2 separate regions of the Mus musculus genome follow, and region 1 is linked to region 2. A link is a contact called in public Hi-C data. All regions are on one chromosome and are shown on one strand. Each heading gives the region's core, a stretch centred on a gene start, on an enhancer-like site or on the middle of the called end of the contact. The rest is flanking DNA. Distances are from core to core; before and after follow the strand shown.

Region 1 (6,150 bases), core at 1,876-4,375, 200 kb after region 2:
CTTTGCATACTTTGAGCAATGCACTTTTATCAGATATGTCTTTTGCAAACACAGAGTCCTGGCCTGAGACTTGCTTGCCCATTCTTCTGATAGTTCCTCAAGAAAAATTTTTGCACCCATCTCTCTTTTGTGGGTTTCAATTCTATCCGTACTATAAGCATTAGAGTTTCTCCTAGGACCTTCAGTTGTCATGATTTCAAGGGCTCTGTTTTCCAACTCACCAAACTTTTTTTTTTAGCTTCCTGTTTAATATTAATTTTTTCTGTTTCCATTTATCATTCCTATCTGATTCTTTTTTTTTTTTACACATTCCATTTTCCCCTTTGGGCTTCCCATTGGTTCATTCACAGCATATATATTCTTCCTTCAATCTTTGGGCATATTTCCAGGAAATGCTTTGAAGTATTTTACTTCTGTGTCCTACACCTCTGTCGTCATCTCTAGGTCTCTTTCTTTTGATTTTTTTTCTTGGTTATGGATTCTATTGTGCTGCTTTGTGTTTTAATTTTGTTTTTGAGATAGGGTCTTGCTATGTAGCTCAGGCTAGCTTCAAATTCAAGTTCTTGTTTCAGCCTCCTGAGTGCTGGGGTCCTAGATATCAGTACAACCCCACAATGATTTGTATTAAAAAAAAAACTTCAAAAAGTATATGCTGGATAGCGCAGATACAGCCTTGGGATCTAGAGTTCTGTTGACTTATTTTGAAGAGGATTTTTCTCTCTGGACAGCAATTCATTAATGAGTCAGCTTGGTTCTGTCATGGGTTGGTTTGGGGCTTTATAGGTGGGTGCAGAGGGGTTTCCCCTCGGGTGTCTCTGCTGAATGCAGGTGTTCAGTAAGCTCTCCCCTCTTCTATGGCACCACCATCACTCAGAACTGTGTGATTTCTAATACTGCAGCTCGGCTCTCCCACCAGGCACTCTAGAGAAGCCGCCCAGCCTTGCCCCGTGCATGACTAAGCATCAGCTGGGATACGGGATACGCAGACCCAAGTGTTCCACCCAAGTCTTCTAACTGTGCTGTAGCCCACACCCAAAATCCCCGCTGTCCCAGGAGCCAATCTCTCCTCTTCTCTGGTGAGACCTCTGTTGTGTTCCTGGCCATAATCTGAACTGAGCTCTGGAAAGTGATCTCTTGCAGAGAGGCAGAGTGAGGGTCAAACAAACCTCCTGAGTTTCACTTTTGCAAGGGCTACAGACTTAGCAACCATCAGCCAGCCACGGAATCTTGCATCTCCAGGCAGCCCTTCTTCCTGGGCTGTCCTGCATCCACACCCCTGGGGGTGGGGACGTAGATACAAACAGGGTCAGTGGAGAAAAGGAGCCTAGGGAAGGCACTAGGGCACTGCCAGCTTCATTTTGTTTGTAATTCCCCAGTGGAGCCCCAAATATGGAGGCAGCTGTGCTCTGTTGAGCTCTATGAAGAGGCAAGAGGGAGGGGCCACTGGGGAGTGCAATTAGCTGACGGTTTGAGACTGATGAAGTGGATAATGAGAGGCGCTAGGGCAGGTTTTCATGCTAAAAAGAGATGAAAAAAACCAGAGAGAGACAGACAGACTATTACACATATTACCTGCTCAGGCCTGGGCTGCTCTGAACCACTAGGAGGCCAGGGAGCAGAGAAGGCAAGCCCAGACCAGGGCCTCTTTCCCAGGTGTACTCTTGGGTAAGTTTCTTCTTCGTTAGCCTCAACATTACCTGCATGCAAATGGTCTAAGTCTCAGGCCGAGCATCCTTGGCCTTTATCTCCTTCAGTTGTCCTAAAACAATGCCACACTCAGTTCAACTGTAGCCACCTTCCAGATAGGTAACCTGGGTACCAGGAGAAATAGGATCTTTCCTAAGAGTCATTGTCAGTGAGTGATAAAGCCAAGCTCCTTCACCTTGCTTTCAGTCTCACACTCAAGGGAACTTAGCTTGTGGTCCAGCTGTGTAAGTCAGACTCTGCAGACAAAGCCAGGCACATCCCATTTCGTTGGCCTTATTCTGGGCTGTCAATCATTCCTAACAATACCTGTGAGTAAGGGACCAGCATCACCTGCCTTTCACATATGAGGAAGAAATGGTGGGATGTGTGCAGAGTTTGATCAAATAGCCTCTCTTTCCATGTAGAGGAACAGCATAAAAATGGGTTAGACCTTTATGTAGGGGCTAGAGAGCTGGCTCAACAGTTTAGAGTGCTTGCTCCGTTAATCTTGAGAACTAGAGTTCGGTTCTGAGCTGGACATTCTCCACCAATGCCTATAACCACAGTGCCTAGCTAGTGGGTGGAGACAGGAGGACTCATGGTGCTTGCCAACCTCCAGCCTGGCTGAGACCTAAGCTTCGGGTTCAAGAAGAGACCCTGGACCAGTGGGGAATAATGAAAGGACACCTGGTGCCTCTACCGGTGTCTGTGTGCAGGCTCAGACATGTACATCTGTGCCCATGACCCTCATACTCATATGGACACACACACATAAATAAATAAGTTCTTAAACCTTCGCATAGCAATTTCATACTGAGTGCATACTACATGTCGGGGGCTATGAACTGGTTCCTGAAATAAAGCCATGAGTTAAACAGATGAAAAATCCCACCTGTGTAAAGCTTACATCTTAGTGAGCAGCCAAACTGATAGTGGACCAGTGAGCAAGCCGAGAGCCACCAATAAGGAGGAAAATCAGGCAGGGAAGTGGGAACGGAGAACGTGAAATACAAGTTGGAATTTGGGGCACGATTCACCGAGGTTGTGGATTTTGCAGCAAACCTGCCAGGGTCCCTGGATATCCTACTGAAGAGCACGCCTGGCTGGGAAGGCCCAGAGGGTCTAGGCTGCAAGGTGGTTCAGGATGTCAGCTAGGGGTCATGTTTCTCCTGAGGCTGAGAGGGAGGTTACGGGCTCTGGGACCCAGCAAGGTGGTGGGGGAGAGAGAGGAGAGCTCTGTGGCTGGGGCTGTGGTAGCAGGGCCGTGGGGACATTTTTGATCATCGTGCAGTTTGGTTCTAGCCTAGTAGAAAATGAGGGGTTGACACATTTTGAACAAACAAGCAGCCTTTCCCACAGATCCTCTTGCCTGGTGTCAGCAGTGAGACAGGCAGGCCGACCAGCTGGAGTCAGAGCTGACGGTGGCCTAGGGCCAGGTTGGTAGCAGCAGAAGTGAGAGGAAGCGATGGGATCCAGTTACGAGTTTGAAAGCTAATAGATTAGATGTTGAAGGAGAGAGAGAAATGTGTCCAGGCTTACGTCGGTGCTGGCTGCCAAGCTTCTGTGAGGATGGGGCTGCCTTGGTTGGTCTGAGGAACAGGCTTCCAGGAAAAAAAGAGGAGTTAGGCTATGCAGGGGGTTGGGGCGGGGCTGTCTGGTGATCTGTGAGATGTCTCTGTGAGGACAGAGAGCAGGCACTGAGGGACTAGAAATCAGGAAGGCCCTGTGAAGGGCCAGAAGAGTCAGGTGGGAAGGATCTGGAGAACCCTGTGGGAGGGGACAGGAGAGCTGTGTGGGAGGAACCCACAGAGTAGGGCTGGATGGGGGTGTGAGGTATGGGGTATGTGTGTGTGTGCGCGCGTGCGTGCGTGTGTGTGTGTGTGTGTGTGTGTGTGCGTGTGCGTGTGCGTGTGTGTGTGTGTGTGTGTGTGTGTGTGTCCTTAGCTCTTTCTCTGGCTGAGAGGACTGCTTTGTTCAGGCAGGTGGCTGACTGCATCAGGAAAGGGCCAAGAGATGATCCCGACAGCTTAGGGCAGGAACTTTGACACTCCTACCTGCCCAGGGTTTGTCTTCTCTTGGATTTCAGACACTCTGGTACCCATGGGTGGATCTGATACCAAGCCCCAAAGCATCCCACCATTCATCTCTCTCTCTCTCAGCCCAGGACAGCCAGTCTGTAGCTGAAAGAATTCACTGCAGACACACACAAAGAGGGAATACTGCTTATCCATCGTGTGCCTTGGGTCTGGCATCTGTCACTCTGGACTTTGCTCCTCCATCTGTTGAATCGGAACCAACTGTAGAACCAACTAACTGTAGAGTTTGGCAAATAAGGCTTAAGAGAGAAAACGCCCACTGTGAGACAGGGCAGTAGACAGTGGGATCACATTCTCACCAGGTCCAGCAAGGTTAAACACAGCATACCCTTTCTCGTCTTCATTTTTCCTCTTTCTCTCTGCTCTTCAGCATTCTACATGCCAAACGATGGGTCCCCTGAGAGGTATCCCTGTTTCCCTGGCACTCACCAATTAGCATCTTGATCCGGCACAGTGTCCAGAGATGTAATAAATTGGTGCCAAACAGGAGCAGAGTTCCCACCTTGTCTTTGCCTGTGGATGGGCGCTAGAACCTCCAGGGTAGACTCTTGCCACTGAGACCTTGCAAGAATGAAATAAGGTGTTTCCAGGAATGAATTTGACACAGTGGGCTCCAATCAATACCACAGTGTGCACTTGAGTGCCATCCTATAGCTTTGCTCAAAACTCGTTCACCTAGAGTTTATCTGGATCAGAGGCCAGCAAATATTTGCTATAGAGGTCTGGGGATTAAATATGATAGGCTTTGCAGGGTAGAGTCTTCTTCACAGCCACACATCTCGGCTTCACAAATGGGCTGGGCTGTGCTACAGTCTCACTTCCTAAATCATGCCATAGCTGGATTTACCTTGCAAGCCAGCTGTAGTTTTCCAACCTCGGTCTGGTCCAATCAGATCATTTAACACAAAAATGAAAAAGAAGTGCAGAGCTAGCAAGCCATCTATAGGGCAGGCAGGCAGGCAGGCAGGCAGGCAGGCAGGCAGGCAGGCAGGGAGGCAGAAAGCCTGACTCAGGAAAACTTGCTCTCAGTCTTCTGTGAGTCAGTTCTCTCACTGGTTTGCATGATAGTTGCCTATCAAACATTCATTGGATTGGTTCAGTGTAATGATACATCTTTGACACCACATTGAAAGCTTTAGAATTTGACATTTAGAAAGATCTGGGAAATGGCATGGGGTTGGGGGGGGGGGGAATCAATGGCTGACCTAGAGTCCTCCCAGTGAGTCAGGAGGAATTCCTGGTTCCCAGTTCTGAAGGACACTGTCAGGATGACAAGGTCAGCCTTCCGTGGGACAACTGCTCAGAAGCCAGACCGCTCTTCCTTAGGCTCCCCCCAAGAAAACAATTCTCCAAAAAGAATCTCATCTATTAATGTGATTATTAATCTGGAAAAAAAACCTTACTTCTCAATAAAATGAGTGTATGACAAGACAGATGTAATAAACCTGGTTAGGATTTATGGTGTGCCCAGGCACCGCCGTGCAGAAGATAATGTTCCCCTGTAACGTTGATTTGCTGGATGAGGACCATGTAATTTATTCTGTCAATGTACATAAGAAATGTTATCTGTGTGCGGAATGACTGATGGCCCAATGAAAGCTGGCAGGGAAACAAGTGAAACAATTTGGGCCTTAAAAACATAATCACCTAATGATCACATTCTCGTGTTTGTGATGTTCAGTGCGGGCCGTACCTGTGGTTGCTGTCCATTCCTGGGATCGGTTACCCTTGAGCTTGGCACCTGAGGGCGGCAGGGACCTTCTGGTCCCTGTAACAGCCAGCCTTCTCTCTCACTAGGCCTCCACTCAGGTTGCTCCCTCTTCCTGGCAGTTCTTCCGTGTATCTATCCTTCAGCTCCTCACTCAGTGGTTTATTCCCTTGGGGTGGTGGCAAGTATCTATGTCTGCACTGCCCAACTATATGTACAGTGCAGCTATGGCGGGGGATTTTGTTCCCTAAGGACTCCTGTGGCCACCCTCTCGGCCTCTGTTATGTCCTGGAGTGCTCAGCCTTTGCTCCCTGGAACCTCACCAAGTGATGTCTTGTTCTCTCTGGGTCCAGGCCACTTCCTGAGGACTTCACAACTCACCAGGGTATTCACACAGATCTGCAGCCTTGTCCACTGAGCTCCGTGATGGCAGTTACCCTAGGAGGTAGGCACTAGGGCTGTAACTTTTCTTCATGGAGGCAAGCCAGGCTCAGAGGCCACTCACCTTGTCTAAGGCTGTATATGAAGTGAAGGAGAGACCTGGATCCCGGCTAGCTACCAAGCTCTGCTCACTCTGAATTCTCCTGCTTCCTCACTGGCCTCTCCCTCCTCCATGTTCTTTCCTGACGTGGCTTCCAGATGGGACATCCTCCTGCCTCT
Region 2 (6,284 bases), core at 2,163-4,662:
TTCTTCTCTCTGCCGGACTCAGTGTGCGCCTGTGTGTGGCTTGAGAAAGGGTCAAGACGCCTCATGTGGCTAGTAAGTGCAGGCATGCAGGCAGAGCACACTGTGAAGTGGCTGTCCCAGCTGATACCAACCATGATCACAAGGTACTGAGCTAGCTGCCGTGGTCCAGGGCCCAACCATGTTTTTTGGAGACATGAGAGCTGAACTGTGCAAAACACAGAGAACCAAACACAGTTACTCCCCACCTTACACCTCACACTCAATACATAAAACCCACAGATGTGAACTCATCTCTGAAGGACCTACTAAGGCTAGACATATGCCTGACTGCTGGGTATTGTGAGACAAAACCTTTCCCGGGGAACACAGCATACACATCTACTCACCCCAGATAGGGAGCCCATGAGACACCAAAGTACAGACACCATCAAAGTCCAACTTGGTGCACCAATAAACTTTATTGGGGTTACTTACAGGAATGTGGGTGAGAGGTTACTCACAGGAACAGAAATAACGAAAAGACAGCTGATTCACCAAAGCTCAGCCCAGTGTGGGTGACAGCTAACAAAGCTGGGGACCCAGAGCACACTGCACAGCCTACAGGCAGCTCGGTAGGTTAGACAGTTTCCTTTCCAGGTGGATCAGTTGATACATGCCTCTTCCAGGCAGCTGGTCTGGTCTGTCCTTTGTTACAGCTTGGCTTGTGTGTGAGTGGGAATCTATAGTTTCTTACTCAGGCTGGGAGGGAGGGGCCTAGTGAATCTGATAAGTTTCAGGGTCTTCCTGAAGCTATTTTGAGTTGTGTACCTTCTGGCTTAAGGAGCTTCCCTGCAGGTAGGAATGTTTCAGTCTCGGGTGGAAATTGTTCTACAACACTGGGCATTGTGCCTTTGCCCTTTTGGAGCTGTGGGCTGCAGGCCTGGGTCTGAATGAAAGAAATACTTACAGATCGCCCCTGGAGTGCCTCTGCTCCATAGCTGGCACAGTAGCTGGAGAGACAGAGGCCTGCTCTAAGGAGGAACTGTCCAAGCATAGTTAGAGCAACTTTCTGTGGTAGAGCTTGCTTCTTGCACTCCAGACTTGAATGACTGGTGAGGCTGACACACCAGGCATGGGGCAAAAAGCTGACTCACCCCAAGAAGAAATCTTACCTCTTCTAAGCCCTTTGCCCTACTAGGGTGAGCTCAGACAGAAGGGACCTGAACAGTGTGGCCATATCACACGTGGTGACTCTCTCATCTGCTGTGAATGGTAAAGAGGGCCTTGTTTCAGGTAGGCTGGAGCTTAGACCTCAGGGGTTCTTCAGGGTCTGAGTCTAAGGTGGGACAAATGAATAAGGGGAGTCGGGTGGGGGCAGGGTCCCTGGAGATAGCATTGTCTGCTCCTGGGTGATGTGAATGGGAGAAGGCACTGGTCATAGGCCAGGTGCTACTTTACAGTGTACCACACGGGTTAATTCATTTAAGCGCTCAAACACTGTGGAAGCAAGAACGTTAGCACCACACCATAAGGGGGAAGGAAGGATATAGGTGCCCGAGTGGTTGGCATGGATCGTCCGTGGTAAAGGCTACTCCCCAACAGATGGCCTTGAGTGTCTGCACCATTGCAGGATCGTTGAGTCTCCCTGGCAGTTTCCCTAGCCTGGATGTCCTTGAGGACAGTGATGGACCTGTCTCGGCCTTCTGTCCCCAGAAACTGATGCAGGCCCAGTGCCAGGAAGTTGATTAGAGACTGGAGGGAAGGGAGATGGGGAGAGGGGAAGGGAAGCTGATGGAGCGAGGCTTTCTCCGGCATCCAGGGGGCGGGGCTTACGCAGACCTCCACCAGCATCCAGGGCTTCCTGCCCCGTGCCTGTACCCACCCCAGCCTTCTGGGATCCCATCTGTACCGGTCACCCATGGGTGCTCCCCTGTCTCCTGAAGCTCAGCCGTCCCCTTGTCCAAATCCATTTTTCCACCAGACAAACGAGGTCTGGGCCCGCCTTCCCATTCCATCCGACAGGCTGGCTGTCAGCTGCCGTGGCAGCTGCTCTTGTCAGAAAAATTAAGAAGGAAGCAAGAGACGACACAGCCCCTGAGCTGCCAGCCGGGCAGAGACTCCAGGCCGATTTCTGCTGGGAAGGGATTGGGGAGCCAGCCTGGGCCAGTGGGGACATAGATCTCCAATGGTTCTCCTCCCCTAAGAAGGAAGGGTGGTTAAAAGTATGGTTTCCTGAGCCAACCCTCGGGTTGAGTCTCAGCTCTGAGTTGACCCCGCTGTGTGTTTCTTTGGGTCTCACTGAACCTCTCTGGGCCTTGGTTTTCTAGATTCTAAAACAAAATAAGGATAATTAGGTACAAATGAAGGGATTTATTACTAGTGAAATGCTCGGAACAAAATGTGTACCTGGCATCTAGCGTGATGAGTGCCCCTGGCAGTTTACGGAGGATCCCCTTGCCCCAGGGCTTGAGTATGAGCGAGAAGCTCTGCCTTGGCTCACACAGAGCCAGAGTGGTAGGGAGCCACTGGAGAAGGCTTCCTGTATTCTACAGGCCCCTGCGGACCCCAGGCCTGTTCCCTTTGCCCTGGGGACTTCCAGTGTGACAGGGGAGACTTAGTATAGGGACTGGGTACATCAGGAAGGGAAGGCATGAGGAGGATGGTGGCTGGTGGAGAGGACTTTCTGGAAGGCTGGGGAGACCACAATTGGCTGAAGGGTGCAGAGGTGTGAAGTCCCCCCTACCTTTGTTTAAAAAGGGTGTGTTTGTTTGTTTGTTTTTGTTATTTTGTTTTGTTTTGTTTTTTTGACAGGCTTTCTCTGTATAGCCTGGCTAGAACTCACTCTATAGACCAGGCTGGCCTTGAACACCGAGATCCACCTGCCTCTGCTTCCCAAGTGCTGGGATTAAAGGCATGCACCACCACTGCCCAGCTTAAGTTTTGTTTTGCAAGGCAGGATCTCACTCTATAGCCTTGGCTGTCTTGGAACTCATTATGTAGAACAGGCTGGCCTCAAATTCACAGAGGTCTGCCTGCCCCTGCTCCTGAGTAGGCCACTAGGCTGGGCCTAGACCTTTGTTTTGAAGACAGTTTTTTTTTTTTTAGGTGACTTGGAACTCACTATGAAGTCCTTGTTGGCCCCTTAACTCCTGGATTCTCTGTTCCTCTCCTAAGTGCTGGGGTTACAGGCAGGAGCTCTAGTGCCCAGCTGGTCTCTTCAAAAAAAAAAAAAACCAAAAAACAAAAAACATCTCCCTATGTTACCCAAGTTGGCCTCACAATTCCTGGGCTCAAGTAATCCTCCTGTCTCAGCTCCTGAGTAGCTGGGCATGCCACCAAAGCCCTACTAAGGCCTTCCCTAAGGGACTGTAGCACCCAGCTTGCAGGTCACGCAGCAGCTGAGCGCTGCAGGCTCCGTCCAGAAGGGGGCAGCCGCGGCGCGTGGATGTGTGTCAGCTTTGCTGAGCTCCTACCTAGGGAAGAGTCTAGGCAGGAGAGCTCAGACGCCGGTGTTCAGGTTTTCAGACTGGAGCGCCACCGTCACATCTCAGGAACAGTCCCGCTAGAGCGCAAGGACGCCCACAAGAGCAGGGGCCTTTAGTCATTCTCAGTCCTGGGACCATGTTAAAATCACTCCCGCAGTGCTAAAAATCTCCAGAGCCTGTGCCTTCCTCAGATTGCTGTCAATTAGTCTCTGGGGGCGGGGCCCAGGAACCGCAATTACAAAAAAATCTCCTCTGACATACTTAGCAGATCTGGTCGCCAGGATCTGAGATTGAATAAACACAGTCCTGGCTACCTTTTTCTTCCTGAGAGGGAAGTCCCGGATGGGGGGGACAGTCCTGGGAGTTCCTTTGGTTAGGGTTGGTTTCAAGGGTGAGAGGTGACAAAATTGACAGTGGACAAAGGTGCTTGCTCCCACCCTCGGAGGGGGAAGTTCTCAGAGGGCAGGTAGGTAGAATACATGCGTTCTTGAGCATGTGTGCACAGGCATGCTTTGAGAGTTCAGGGTGACTACGTGCCTGCACACACATTTCTCTGGCCAGTACAGGTGCTACATATGCATGCTGGTATAGGAGAGTTATTCATACTCAAGAGCTGCTAAACAACTCCTGTACAAATACGGGTGTGTGCGCACGTGCGCGCGTGCACACACACACACACACACACACACACACACAGAGAGAGAGAGAGAGAGAGAGAGAGAGCTGTGCTTTTTCCCTGGCTCACACGACCCACAGTGTGTGGCTACCTCAGGGGTGGAAACCTGCATGCCCCGTTTCCATGGGTCTTTTCAAGCCTCTGCAGGCGTGAAGCTTTGCTGTTTGAAGGTCTTTTTCCTTTCTTCTCCCGACCAGCCTGATCGATACGCCTCCCTGGTGCAGCCTCCCCACAGACCACACACACAGACTGGATCTGTGCGGACAGAGTCAAGTGTGGGCTTAGAAAAACCCACAACCCTTGGGGCCGGATTCTTTCAGCCAGGCTCCAGGTTGGCAGCTGGCCTTGCTAGTAGCAACCTCCTCATAGCGGATGCAGCTGGCACTGGGCACTGGATACCCACCCAGCAGGTCAGGCCCACCATGTTGAAAAGGATATGGGAGGTCCTAACGCTGGATGGGGACAGAGAACTCCTGGACAGACCAGTTCTGTTGGTGAAAATGGTGTGTGTGCTTACTGGTTGGTTGTTTTATTTGATTCTCTTTGAGACGAGAGTTCAGACCCGATGAAGAGTGAGCCATCTTTATTGTCACCGTGGTGGGAAGTGGAATCACATAGGAGACACACTTTTGGGTGTGTCTGGAAGGGTGTTCACTGAGCAGGGAAGGTCCTCCCTGAATGTGTGTGTGTGTGTGTGTAGTTGGGCTGGAGACATGGCCCATTGGTTAAGAAAGCACACTGTTCTTGTAGACAACCTGGGTTTCTTTTCTAGCACCCACACGGAACAGCCCATAACAGCCTGTACTCCTAGCTTCGGGGAGCCCACTACCATTTTTTTTTTTTTCTGGCCCATGAGACCATATGCACATGGTCCAGCCATCACACGGTCACATAGTTACAGAGAAGGCAATCTGGGCCGCACAAATCTCTTTGCATCATGATTTTGAATATCATGTGACCAGCCACTTCATGGCCTAGCCACCATAATGGGACATGACCCCTTACAGTATGCAAGGATAACCCCTGCGTCCTGTAAGTTGCTGCTGGTGAGGTGTGTTAGTCTAGCAAGGAGAAACATAACTAACACAGCTTTGACCTTCATTTAGAATGGAGGTAGCTTACACAGCCATGTCCACAGACAGCATGTCCACAGACAGCATGTCCACAGACAGGACCCTGTTGGGCATGGTCTGGGTTGAGGATGTTGGTTCTTTCTGTGAGAGAAGCCAATGTGCCTTTCTGTGAGGCACGTGCAGACCCCACACCCTGGACATGTGGCTTGGGATGGGACCTCAGCACCAGGCCACATGGGGGAGGGTCTGAGCTCACCTGTCCATAAGCTTTGAGGCAGGCCGCTTTATAGGGGTGAGGGTGAGGGTGCACTGAGTCTGTGTAACGCATTATCTGATGTTTGTTGTGTTGTATGGTGGTGCAGGAAATGTGGCTTGGCGTGGGGGCATGTGCTGGACTGAACATGTGGCACCTGGGTGTTGGGTGGTTTTAGATGAATTTGGGTGAGAAACGCTTCTTTTGGAGGGGGGGAGGTGCATTCATGTGTGTGCTGGGCTAATGGGAATGTCAGTGTAGGTGAGTCAGGTGCTCCATTGTTTTCTGTCACGTGGTGAATCAGGTACATCCCACTGTGCGCATGCGGGCAGCCTGCTGGGTAGGGCACTCCTAAGGCTGGCTCAAGGCTTCAGCATTACAATCAAGTTTTTGCATTCAAGGGTAGCCCTCTCCAAGGCTCCAGCCAGTCTCAGGCTGCGTGGATGGGGTGAGCTGGGCTCGGTCCTGATGCTGTTTTAACTATACTGTCCCCGGGGGATGAGAGGAGAGGCTAGCAGGGCTCTGCCTGTGAGCTTGTCCTGGAAGTAAGAAGGAAGGTTGGTTGGTGGCTCCTAAGAGAGCTTCATCGGGAGTCTCCTGGCCTGTGACAGGCCTGTCTTGTGATCTCTGTCCAGGTGTACTGCGAAGATCAGCTCAGCACTTGAGGCCAACTGCCTTCCATGTCAAGGGACATCGCTTCTTTTGACCCCAAGGCTAGGCTGCCTCTTTCCTGTGCCTCTGGCTGTTGGCCCTTGTCATCTAGCCGGGCCAGCCTTCTACTTACTTCCAGCCTCCTCTGAGGCAATGACTAGCTAGTG

The links. Hi-C and Micro-C count contacts between places; a contact is called where the count stands out from the background.
Region 1: a contact with region 2 is called in a Hi-C map of cerebral cortex, with 4 times the contacts expected there. The contact joins two enhancer-like sites. A contact is called at or near these places in 1 of 15 datasets of contacts at CTCF or cohesin (embryonic stem cells), 2 of 484 Hi-C or Micro-C datasets (cerebral cortex and female germline stem cell-derived STRA8 germ cells), 1 of 115 datasets of contacts at active chromatin or transcription factors (embryonic stem cells) and 1 of 9 other capture datasets (embryonic stem cells).

What each region holds. Positions count from the first base shown.
Region 1 is chr4:125,353,521-125,359,670 of GRCm38.p6, forward strand. No RefSeq gene overlaps it. Among named protein-coding and RNA genes, the nearest start is that of Gm40247, 25 kb to the right of the region's middle. Within about 2 kb of position 3,126, at least 11 of the 459 cell types and tissues checked have an H3K27ac peak or open chromatin away from gene starts, as enhancers often do. A contact at or near this core is called in cerebral cortex, where this site is marked.
Region 2 is chr4:125,157,104-125,163,387 of GRCm38.p6, forward strand. All of the region lies in intron 2 of Gm32611 (a long non-coding RNA gene), which reads left to right. The region is part of intron 2 of Gm40245 (a long non-coding RNA gene); the gene reads left to right. Among named protein-coding and RNA genes, the nearest start is that of Gm40245, 10 kb to the left of the region's middle. Within about 2 kb of position 3,413, at least 20 of the 459 cell types and tissues checked have an H3K27ac peak or open chromatin away from gene starts, as enhancers often do. A contact at or near this core is called in cerebral cortex, where this site is marked.